Regions from separate parts of the Mus musculus genome. Here all the other regions are linked to region 3. Evidence: chromatin contacts called from public Hi-C data. All regions are on one chromosome and are shown on one strand. The core of a region is the stretch at or near the end of the contact, and the rest is flanking DNA. Distances in the headings are between cores, read along the strand shown. Region 1 has its middle 45 kb from the start of Gm32921. Region 2 has its middle 36 kb from the start of Barhl2. Region 3 has its middle 79 kb from the start of Gm25672.

The links. Hi-C and Micro-C count contacts between places; a contact is called where the count stands out from the background.
Region 1: a Hi-C map of cerebellum shows a contact between it and region 3, with 4 times the contacts expected there. The contact joins two enhancer-like sites. A contact is called at or near these places in 16 of 484 Hi-C or Micro-C datasets (brain, cerebellar granule neurons, cerebellum and 7 more).
Region 2: a Hi-C map of cerebellar granule neurons shows a contact between it and region 3, with 2.4 times the contacts expected there. The contact joins two enhancer-like sites. A contact is called at or near these places in 1 of 15 datasets of contacts at CTCF or cohesin (stem cell-derived epiblast-like cells), 20 of 484 Hi-C or Micro-C datasets (cerebellar granule neurons, embryonic stem cells and trophoblast stem cells) and 2 of 115 datasets of contacts at active chromatin or transcription factors (embryonic basal ganglia and forebrain).

What each region holds. Positions count from the first base shown.
Region 1 is chr5:106,274,606-106,278,024 of GRCm38.p6, forward strand. No RefSeq gene overlaps it. Among named protein-coding and RNA genes, the nearest start is that of Gm32921, 45 kb to the right of the region's middle. Within about 2 kb of position 1,821, at least 10 of the 459 cell types and tissues checked have an H3K27ac peak or open chromatin away from gene starts, as enhancers often do. A contact at or near this core is called in cerebellar granule neurons and cerebellum, where this site is marked.
Region 2 is chr5:106,420,001-106,423,382 of GRCm38.p6, forward strand. No RefSeq gene overlaps it. Among named protein-coding and RNA genes, the nearest start is that of Barhl2, 36 kb to the right of the region's middle. Within about 2 kb of position 1,486, at least 8 of the 459 cell types and tissues checked have an H3K27ac peak or open chromatin away from gene starts, as enhancers often do. A contact at or near this core is called in cerebellar granule neurons, where this site is marked.
Region 3 is chr5:105,991,595-105,994,923 of GRCm38.p6, forward strand. No RefSeq gene overlaps it. Among named protein-coding and RNA genes, the nearest start is that of Gm25672, 79 kb to the right of the region's middle. Within about 2 kb of position 2,032, at least 2 of the 459 cell types and tissues checked have an H3K27ac peak or open chromatin away from gene starts, as enhancers often do. A contact at or near this core is called in cerebellar granule neurons and cerebellum, where this site is marked.

The sequences.
Region 1 (3,419 bases), core at 571-3,070, 280 kb after region 3:
CAATTAAGTGCTTTTAAGGCTTGTCTCCAAATACAGTCATATTTGGGGCTTAAGGTATCAACATGTGAGTTTGGAAGGTGGTATATTAGTTTGAATGAGAAATGCCCATCCCCTCCTCCATGGTGTTTCTTGGGTGTTTTAACACGTGGTCACCAGTAGGTGGCACTGTTTGGGGAGGCTTAGACGTTGCAGCCTTGCTAGAGGAGATCCATCAGTGGGCGCGAGCTCTCTCTGCTTCCTGCCCCTATTGCTGTGCTCCGTGCTAACATGCCTCCCTGCTGTGATGGACTTCTGTCCCTCCGAAACCATGATCCGAATAAAATCCTCCTTCTGTAGGTTGCCTTGGTCATGGCGATTTAACAAAGCGACAAAGGAGTACCTAATACAGAGGAGTTAGGGTAGGGGAACACGTGTAATAGCACCTCCACTGGAGGAAGTCTGGTCAGGTTCTGAGAGCCATGATAAAAATGCAGCTGGGGCCAGGCCATCTCTGCTTTTCACGCCTGCTCACCTGCCATCGCCTGGATTTGCATACTAATTCAACAGCTCACAGACTTTTCTCCACTGATCCAATGTCACTAGCTTAACCCTAGGGGCTGATACCAAGCACAATTCTCTTTTTCAGCAGTGAAGACACACAATGTGAAATGCCAGCATTGGTGATGGGTAGACACTTTAACCCAGAAATGTAAAAACTTTTGTCTTAAACTGAAATTAAATAACAACAACAACAACAAAAAGAGTCTCCACGTTGCTTACTTAAAACATCCATGTTCCACATTACGGCATGTACAATGGATTTGCTGTATGTATGTATGTATGTATGTATGTATGTATGCATGCATGTATGTATGTATGCACTAACATACTGTGTAATTGTCATGGTTTATGGCATCATCAAAGCAATCCACAGACAGCTGCAGAACCTCCTAGGTTTCATGATCGCCCACTTGTTAGCGTTCAGAAGTAGAAAGCATCCTTCCACAATAATTAACACGATATGCCCATGCATATTCACACATAAAGATTAAAATTTTAACACTCAAGTGTGCTTCATGCTGAAGCAGGTCCTACTGTGCTAACGCCGTGCTAACCTATGGCATCTCGCTCATTACTACCTAATTAAACTACTAATAGCCACATCAAATGAGCTTGTGTCCATAATTATTTTAAATATTAGCTGGGGAAGCTATTAAAAGTATGTAATCATATTGATCTTTGAAATTGATTCGGGAGCCCAAACTCTTGAAATTTATACAGAGGAATATATCTGCCCTTTAGATCTCGTGGGTGGAACCATGTTACCTATTTTATAGAATTTCTCCACTTGTCTACCTATTTCAAATTGGAAGTGTACACCCATGGATAATTGGGGGCAAAGTTTAAATAACTGGTAATTGTTCTATAAAATGCATTTATCAATTTATACTAATAACCCTGCCCAGGTAGGAATAGAAAGTTTTGTAAACAAAACTCACAATTTTAAAAAGAGAACTCTTCGTGAATATTCAAAGTGTTCAGGGAAGAGGAGTTGCCTCTGGGGGACACGGCAGAGTCACTGAAGCGCAAACGTTGTTGGGTGTGTGATGGCATACAGTTTGTGCTTATATTTCTTTTGAGATCTTTTCCTTAGTTTGCAGCCACACCCTTTGAGCACTTGCATCCAAATATCAGCTTGCTCCTTGCTTGTTTTCCCAAAACATTTTGCAGTTGGGACAGATGGTCAGTTTTCTGTTTTCTCAGCATGCAATTAAAAAGAGAGTCAGGGTTGGCAAAGAATGGAAGTGGGGATGGAAAAGCTTGCAGGAGCGAGCCGGCTGCTGCTAGTGCTCCACTTACCACTAGATGTCCTGGAGACTAAACAAGAGGAAATCTGGGGCAGAGATTTGCATTCTCAGCCTGGCAATGATTCTGATCTTAATAGTGTAGCTCTAGGTTTCCAAAATGTCTGCTCTACTGTTTTTGCCATGTTTCCTACAAACATAAGTAGTTAAGTGTAGTGGTGCAGGGTGTGTAAGGAAACCCAGCGTGCATGCTGTCAGGCTTGTAAATAGTTACAAAAGGACAGGTGAAACATTTATCCCAGAATCATGCACAGCGAGGAAGAAATACACAAGATACAAACACACATGTACACACACACACACAATCATACACATATAGACAAACACACAAATGCATACACATACAGACAAACACATACACAAATACATATGCATACACACAAACATACACACATAAACACATATAAATAAACACACAGATATACAAACACACAAACACACACATAAAGACTCATACAAACACACAATCACACATACACACAAACATATATATACACACACACAAACACACGCACATAAGATACACACAACACACACATAATTAGTTCCCTTCTTGCAGAGAAGAATCTCCTAATGAAGCTTTGTTTTTCTCATTGAGCAAGCTCAACAGGCTGTCTTGTTCCGGATTACTTTCTTAGCAAGAAGAGTAATGTGTGGCTCTAACAAAACAATTACAGCCTTGTTCCTAGGAGTTGTTCACACCATGTTATCTTCCTTGACTGCTAACCAAATTGGAGTTGAAACTTTACTGTCCTGTCAGTTTGTGTGATTATTATGATGATGTAAAGCGGTGTGGTGCCCTTCTGAAATCCCATCTCCTAACAAGGCAGAAAAGTACCTGCACACACCAAGAGTGTGTGCCAAGGGATGATGTGAGAGGGTGTCTTTCGCTCCAATTGTTCCGGAATGGCCCTCAGATGCGGGAGACCTGGCACGGCCTCCACTTGTATTCCCAGAGTAGTCAGCAAAGGAAGTGCAGGAACGAGCTCTCCCTGCTGTTGCGTGGTAAGAATCCTTCAGGCAGGAGAGCAAACACATTGTGAGCACAATTCCTGGCACATTGTGAGTCCTAAGCATCGTGTTGGCAGGATGGGAACTGTGAAATAAGTGCCAGGCTAGGGACCTCCCTCACCAAGGTCTCCAGTTTCACTCTTCTCGGGATATGACAGGATAGGATAAAAAAAAATTGTAGTGGAAAAATAAAAACAAATGGAAAAGGTTAAATGTAAAAATATCGCCTCCAGTGACTTACAAAACGATGGCTTTGAAATGCCTTTGGGCCCGGACCTAGTTTGCTGTCCATTGCTTTGATCAACTCTATGAGCAGAAGCAACTTGGAGAGAAAAGGGTTTATTTGGCTTTTGCACGTCCGTGTCGCGGTTCATCATTGACAGAAGTCGGGGCCAGAACCTATGGCAGGAACGGGTGCAGAGGCCATGGAGGAACGCTGCTTACTAGCTTGCTCTCTATGCTTTGTGATGTGTGCTCTCTTCTAGAACCCAGGACCATGTGTGTAGGGATGGCACTGCCCACAGTGAGGTGGGCCTTCCCACAGCAACCATCAGCCAAGGTGTT
Region 2 (3,382 bases), core at 236-2,735, 430 kb after region 3:
TGAAAGGCAGAAACTTCTGGAAGCTAGAGATGACTCACAGATAGTCAGTAAAAACATGAACCAATAACAGAGTCCAGTGGTCCTCCAACATTATCTGGGGGGAGGGGGAAGGATATGATGCAGGAGAGAACATGGCAAGGAGGCATTTGGCAGCTTCGGGAGAAGACAGGAAAGTCTAAGGGGTGATCATGGGCAGGGCCCATTATATATGTTTATACAACGTGTAAGTACATTTTCTCATACTTACCAAATTGCAAAATAATAATTGACTTTAAAAATAATAATTAAACACCTATTATATCCAACTCATTTGAGCCTTCATGATGTTTTCTCAATAGGGAAAACAAGAGTCAGAAAGACAGTTTAGCAATTAACCAGAAATTCCTTTTTTTTTTTTTTTTTTTTGATGCCTTAGCGTGCTCTCTGGTAGTCACCTTGAATCTGAGATGTAAATATGGTGACTCATCACTCCTGGTCACACACCGAGTAAACGTCCTCTGAAATATTCGGGGCTGGTACAGTGTGCCCCAGTGACGGACAGACGCTTCTCGCTTTTACATCAGGACAACTGGGGGATACCATGCCGCCTCCTTCTGTGTAATGTAGCATGGCGGATGCTCACCGAGGCATGCAACCAGAATGTGTCAGTTTGGAGACGAAAATAATTTTCCTTCTCTAGCAAGATATTTTACTCAAAACCATACCTATTTCCAATGTACAGCAAGCCTATACACCCAAGGGAAGTGGCTTCATGTTGTAATAAATACCTTATTACCCAGGATCTGGTTTGATCTACCGTCTTTTTCAAGGATAATGATTTTTTTTTCAGCTGTTGAAAAATCTAGGGAATTTGTGATCATGCATTCCCTTATGTGGAGAGCTCCGTCCACATTACTTTTATCACATAGATATTATGCTGTTAAAAAAACAAAAACAAAAACAAAAACCAGATTCTGTTAGTTTGATAAATAAAATCTTGTTGTTTTTAAAGGAGAGAGCGGCTTTCCATTTGCTGCCGTGCCTTGTTGCCTCGTTACTTGAGTGGGCGCCTGGAAAGGGCCAGGTGGTGTTTATGCAGATGACTGGGCACGTTACAATGTGTTCTTCCTTTTGGATAAAACATTAGTGTATCAGATGTGACAAATCAGATGTTCATCTTCCGCACCCCTGAATTATTTTACATTGAGAATTAGATGGTGTGCTGGCTTAGCTTTTGCCTCCGATTCTTGTTTTCCTGGAAACTGAGTTTATAAATAAAGTTCTTTCTACACTCTGCATAATTACAGTCTCACAGAATATCTAACTGGCTAGGCAACATGATGATTATAGCTATACCTGTCTTGCGTTGTACAAGAGAGAGAGAGAGAGAAAACACAAGTGTTCTGGGGTAACCAGGAACACGCCATTCATGCGCTGTAACAGCTATTTAACATACTATCCATTCCTGTGCTGAGTGCTGAGGGAAAGCACAGGCTCCCTGTAAACATCTTCAGAAGAAGCACCTGAGGACCCAGTAGCCAAACAGGAAGTCAGTGTTTGCTAAGCTCTGAAATGCAAGGCTCAAAGAAAATTATTATTCCTTCTAACCCAAAGGCAGGTCTCACATATGCAAAGATGTTATAAATCAAACTCGAGATGATTCCTCCAAATAATTTTAAGTACCCAGATATCCTTGCCACCTATGGGACCTGCTGGAATCTTTTTCCCAGTTAACATGACCACACACTCTGCCTACCCAGACTCCTGCTACCGCCTCTCCACAGCACCAGGATTCCAGTGAAAGACGGGGGCTCCCAGATTTCCAGCAAGAACTGAAAACCGTGTTCTGCTCATGACGTCTTTATGTTGTCTGTTCTGAATTGGGCTGGCCACCAGCGAGACACTAATAAAAAGAAAGCACCCGAGTAGCTCCGGGGCTTCAAAAGTTCTATCAGTGTTTTAAGTCAACAGATCCCATTGCACAAATATTTACCAGATTTCCTTCACTAGGAGATCAACATATGACCTTTCCCCACAGTCAGACAATGGAGGAGATGTGAGATCATGGAAAGACTTGTAAGCATTCTGGGGTTGGAGGGCAGACAAAGTGGGAGAAGAGGCAGAAGCAGGTGGATCTACAAAGTGAATTCTAGAAACAACCTAGTCTACAAAGTGAGTTCCAGGACAGCTAGAAAAAAAGAATCCATAAGTGAAGTTGTGTGAAAAGGACTCACCTGCTAAGTGCCAGGCACCTAAAAAGGCTGAATCAGGCTCCTCATCTCCCCCCAACCCCCCATTCCCACCATCTTCCCATTCCCATCATCTTCCCCATTCCCACCATCTCCCGGTTCCCACCATCTCCCCGTTCCCACCATCTCCCCGTTCCCACCATCTCCCCATTCCCACTATATCCCCAAATAGTAGCATCAACAAAGCACCATACACCCAACACAGTAGCCTGTGGGGAACATTTCCTATTTGAACTGTGGCAGCAGGCAAGGTCTGAGTTCTGTTCAGACTTCACATAGTTGCTGCAAGCTAGGTGCCACGCATGCTGCCTGCCTTTCTGGAACAGGAAAGAGAAAGAAGCCAGGATGGACAGTAGCATGCAACAAAGTTTCCATGAGGGTAACATGTCACAGTCCCTCTAAGATGCTAGGCTGTTTGTGTAACATCTAAGGATTCTCTAGGTTTGGAATAAGAAGAGTGGAGCATGGCCTTTCACCCGCTGGTATCAGAGCTGCCCTAAGAGAATATCAATTTCCACATTCTTTAAGCATCCATAGGAAAGTAGGCTATCCATGACCTTATAACCGGTTTGCTAGCAAAGCAATGGGGGTGACAGATTGTGGACAGCCAAAGCAACAATGAGTGAATGTGTGCTGCTGACACGGAGGACCCCAGTGCCTTAGACCCTTGGGAGTAGCAAGGCAGTTGCCAAAGATTTCTTCAGGTCCAAGTACCAATGCTGATGCACGATAGACCAGTGTGTGCAAAATCCTGCAACTCCAGTTTCCTCTTCCCACATGGCTGCAGCCTGACACTGTTCTCCTGCAAAGACCACCCACCACGACCAGCTAGCTCCTCCTGCCTGTCTGGGTTGATGCTGTATAGGTGCTTCCATTAAAGAGATCATGGCACCCCTGACCCTCGCTTTTCTGTACACATGTCTACAAGTCTGTCTTTTCTCTATTCCCTCATCGCACCAGTCACGTTTCTAGGACCAAGCTGTGCAGGTCACAGAGCTGGATGTTGGGGTAAAACCCTCTGGGAAGCAACATGATCAAGAATGGAAAGGGAACTTAGAGAAACAGTAGCACAGCATTGGCGTCATGTGGCACCGACTTTTTGCAAAAGTTTTAAAACATCAAACTGCCAATTATATCCGTTTGTTACATCAGAA
Region 3 (3,329 bases), core at 782-3,281:
AAGTTGGCATTTCCTCATCCATAAAAGAGCCCACAGGACATTAATCCTCAGAGATAAGACACAAAGTGGAAATTCATTTGCACATTGCCTTCTGCAGTGCCCGGCGAGCAGCAGGTATCAAAAACAGAGGCAGTCTGCTGTCTGTCTGTCTGTCTGTCTGCACATGCTCACGAGTAGGATACTGTCTTTGTGTTTGCTCAGATGACTGGCTCATGGGGGCCTGCTTCTATCTCATTATTTTATCAACAAACGCTCAATGAGTTCTTGTGGGGTACTAAGACATGTGGTCAGAGCGGATGTGTTGAGCTGGTAGCATGCAGGAGATGTATGGAGGGTGCTTGACCTGGGTGAGCTGCAAACACGTCTCAAAAATTACTAACCGTGGCCGATGTTTACATAGTATTTCCTTTTTATCAGACATGACATGTTTGCCAGTTGGATAGGTGGGTAAACTGAGGTACAGAGATGCACTCAATTTACAGAAAGCCAGGCTTGGGATTTCAAAAGGCACTGCCTGGGCAGCTGTGGTTGCCAGCTGGCCATCGAACTGCTCTGAGAGAATCAAAATGGAGGACTGCCATTCCACGATGAGGAAGAAACTTGTGTCTAAGGACTTGCAGTTGGTCAGTGACAAATTTAGGACCCAGACCTGGTGTGAACTGTCTTTATGTGTCTTCTTTCCGTTTGCTGTCCTTGTCTCCCATGTACTGATGATGAGGGGGAGCACCCCCAGTAGCCATGGTGACCATCACAGTATTGCCAGCATCTAAGGGACCATGCTTGTCCTGGTGTATGTGGGTGTGCGTGTGTGTATGAGTGTGCATGTGTACGTGCATGGGCATGTGTATGTGTGTGTGTATGCAGGTGTGTACATGTGTGTATGCATGTATGTGTGTGTCTGTGCCTGTGCGTGTCCCTGTGTGTATACAACAAAGAGGGAAGATAAAAGACAAAGCTTGAGAAATTATCCTATTAGTCTTCCCCAACAGTGTAGGCACTTCAGGCATAGGTAAGGGGGGTGTTTTCAGATGTAAGGTGATTTCAACCCCAAGTCACCCCAGTTCCATTTATGCTGACTTTCTTACACTTGCTCCAAATCTCTGCTCCTTGCTTCTGCTTTTCTTCCAGCTTGATTTAAGAGTCAGGTTTCCAGATTAAGCCAATTAAACATAAGGCATAAGCCAATTGATGTTCAGTTATGTAACATTTTTTTTTATTAGTATAAGACTGCCCAACACATCTTCATGTATGTGTGTGCTCTGGAAGGGCATGAATCCCAGCTATGGGACTGGGCAACCTCAGTAGTGACTTATAAATTTCATAATCTCTACATGTTCTTCAGCGTGGATGGAACTCTCTCCTGTCTGGTGCTTGGTCATGTGGAAAAAGTCCTCACAGTCAGGCCTCGCCTCCTCTAAATTCCTAAGTCCACCTCTGATAACCAATGAGAAAAGGAGAATTCACAGTGGAAACTGGTCTTAATATTTTTTTTTTTTTTTTTTTGCCAATGGTCGTTAGCAGATGCACCACCTTGCCCGTGCTAGGCTTCAGAGGTCTTCCTGAAAGCAAGGCATAGTTGTGCTTACTGGGCCTACTGTCTATGGTTGCTGTCCATGGTCCCCTTCCTTCATGACGTGCCACCTTTGATGTGGGCACACAGCCAGCTGAGCAGGTGGCTGGGAATCTTGACATGCCAGGAAGCCATTAGATTCATCAGTGTGAGCAGCATGGGGTAAGCTCCTCTCTGCAAATGCGAAAGCAGCATCCCCCTCGCCCACAAAGGGCAAGAAAAGCAAAAGCCCTTTTGGTTCAGGGGGGCTGACCTTTCAGGCCCAGATACGCTTTCTGCTGAGCTGCAAGTTTGGAGCTCTGTGGGGCAGAGTGGCCTCAGGAGACACGGGGATGGACGGGAAGGGACCGCAGAAATAGACAGAAAGTTTCATTTCTGCTTGACTGGAGGCACAGAGGGCCAAGACTGCTGTGGGTGATGATAGCGAGTGGATCCAGCAGGAACCTGCTTTCCATTTCTGGTGAGAAATCCCCTGAAGAGAAGCGGCAAGTCTGCGAGCGGATGGTCTGTGCTCTAGTCTGTTACCCTGGGGATCACCGTGCTCCCCTAAGCCTAAAGTGCTCAGAAATGACTGGTACAACAGACGCTGGAAGAGAAGCACGTTCCTTTCAGCCAGTGCAGAGGGTTGAAGAGGTGGAGGAAGAACGGGAGTGTCTTAGACGTCTGAGAAGGTGTCCACTCTATTTTCTTGCAGCCTTAATTTTTTTTTTTCCACATAAACGCCCATGATTGCTTAGTAGAATGTCTGTCTGCTGAGCATGTGTGAGGCCTGGTTCCATCCCCAGCACTGGGCATGGTCTTAACACTCAGGAAGTAGAAGCAGGAGGGTCAAAGGTTCAAGGTCAGCTCTGACTACATAGTAAGTTCCAGGCAGCCTGTACAACATGAGACCCTTGTCTCACATAAAAACAAAACAGCTTAATTGCTAGAAAACCCCCATACGTGTAGAAGTGTCTCTTCCAACTCATGTGTTTGAAGGTACCTCCTGTCAATAATTTGTTACAGATCTGTGCAGAATTCTTTCCTGAACAGCAGGTGCCCACTTTGAAATTATAGTTTTTCTTTGATCAAACAAGTCACTCTTGCTCCTCGTCATTGCTGTATATGTAGGTATATATGAGTCAATACAAATATTTATATTTAATGATAACTAACCTGCCAGGCTTGAATCTTTTATTTCTCAACTCCATGAAATTGCTGATCTAGTTCCAATGGTCACATGACCAGTTTCCTGCCATTCAGTATAAAGTGGTCACATGACCAGTTTGCTGCCATTCAGTATAAAGTGGTCACATGACCAGTTTCCTGCTAGCTGAACAGACAGTGAAGCAGGGGCTGAGGTTGAGATTCCCCCCTGAAGCTGGTAAGATAGGATGCCTGGAGAGAAGAGCTTCCTCTGCTTAAAGACAAGCCTCAGAGGATGTGTAGATAGTCAAGATGTCAACTCAGAAAAGACTCTTTGGTCTCTTCTTCTTTTTTTTTAAATTCTTTAAAAAATTTTTTATTAGATATTTCTTCATTTACATTTCAAATGCTATCCCAAAAGTCCCCTAATATCCCCCCCCCCGCCTTGCTCCCCTACCCACCCACTCCCACTTCTTGGCCCTGGTGTTCCCCTGTACTGGGGCATATAAAGTTTGCAAGACCAAGGGGCCTCTCTTCCCAATGATGGCCAACTAGGCCATCTTCTGGTACCTATGCAGCTAGAGACACAAGCTCTGGGGGTACTGGTTAGTTCATATTGTTGTTCTACCTATAG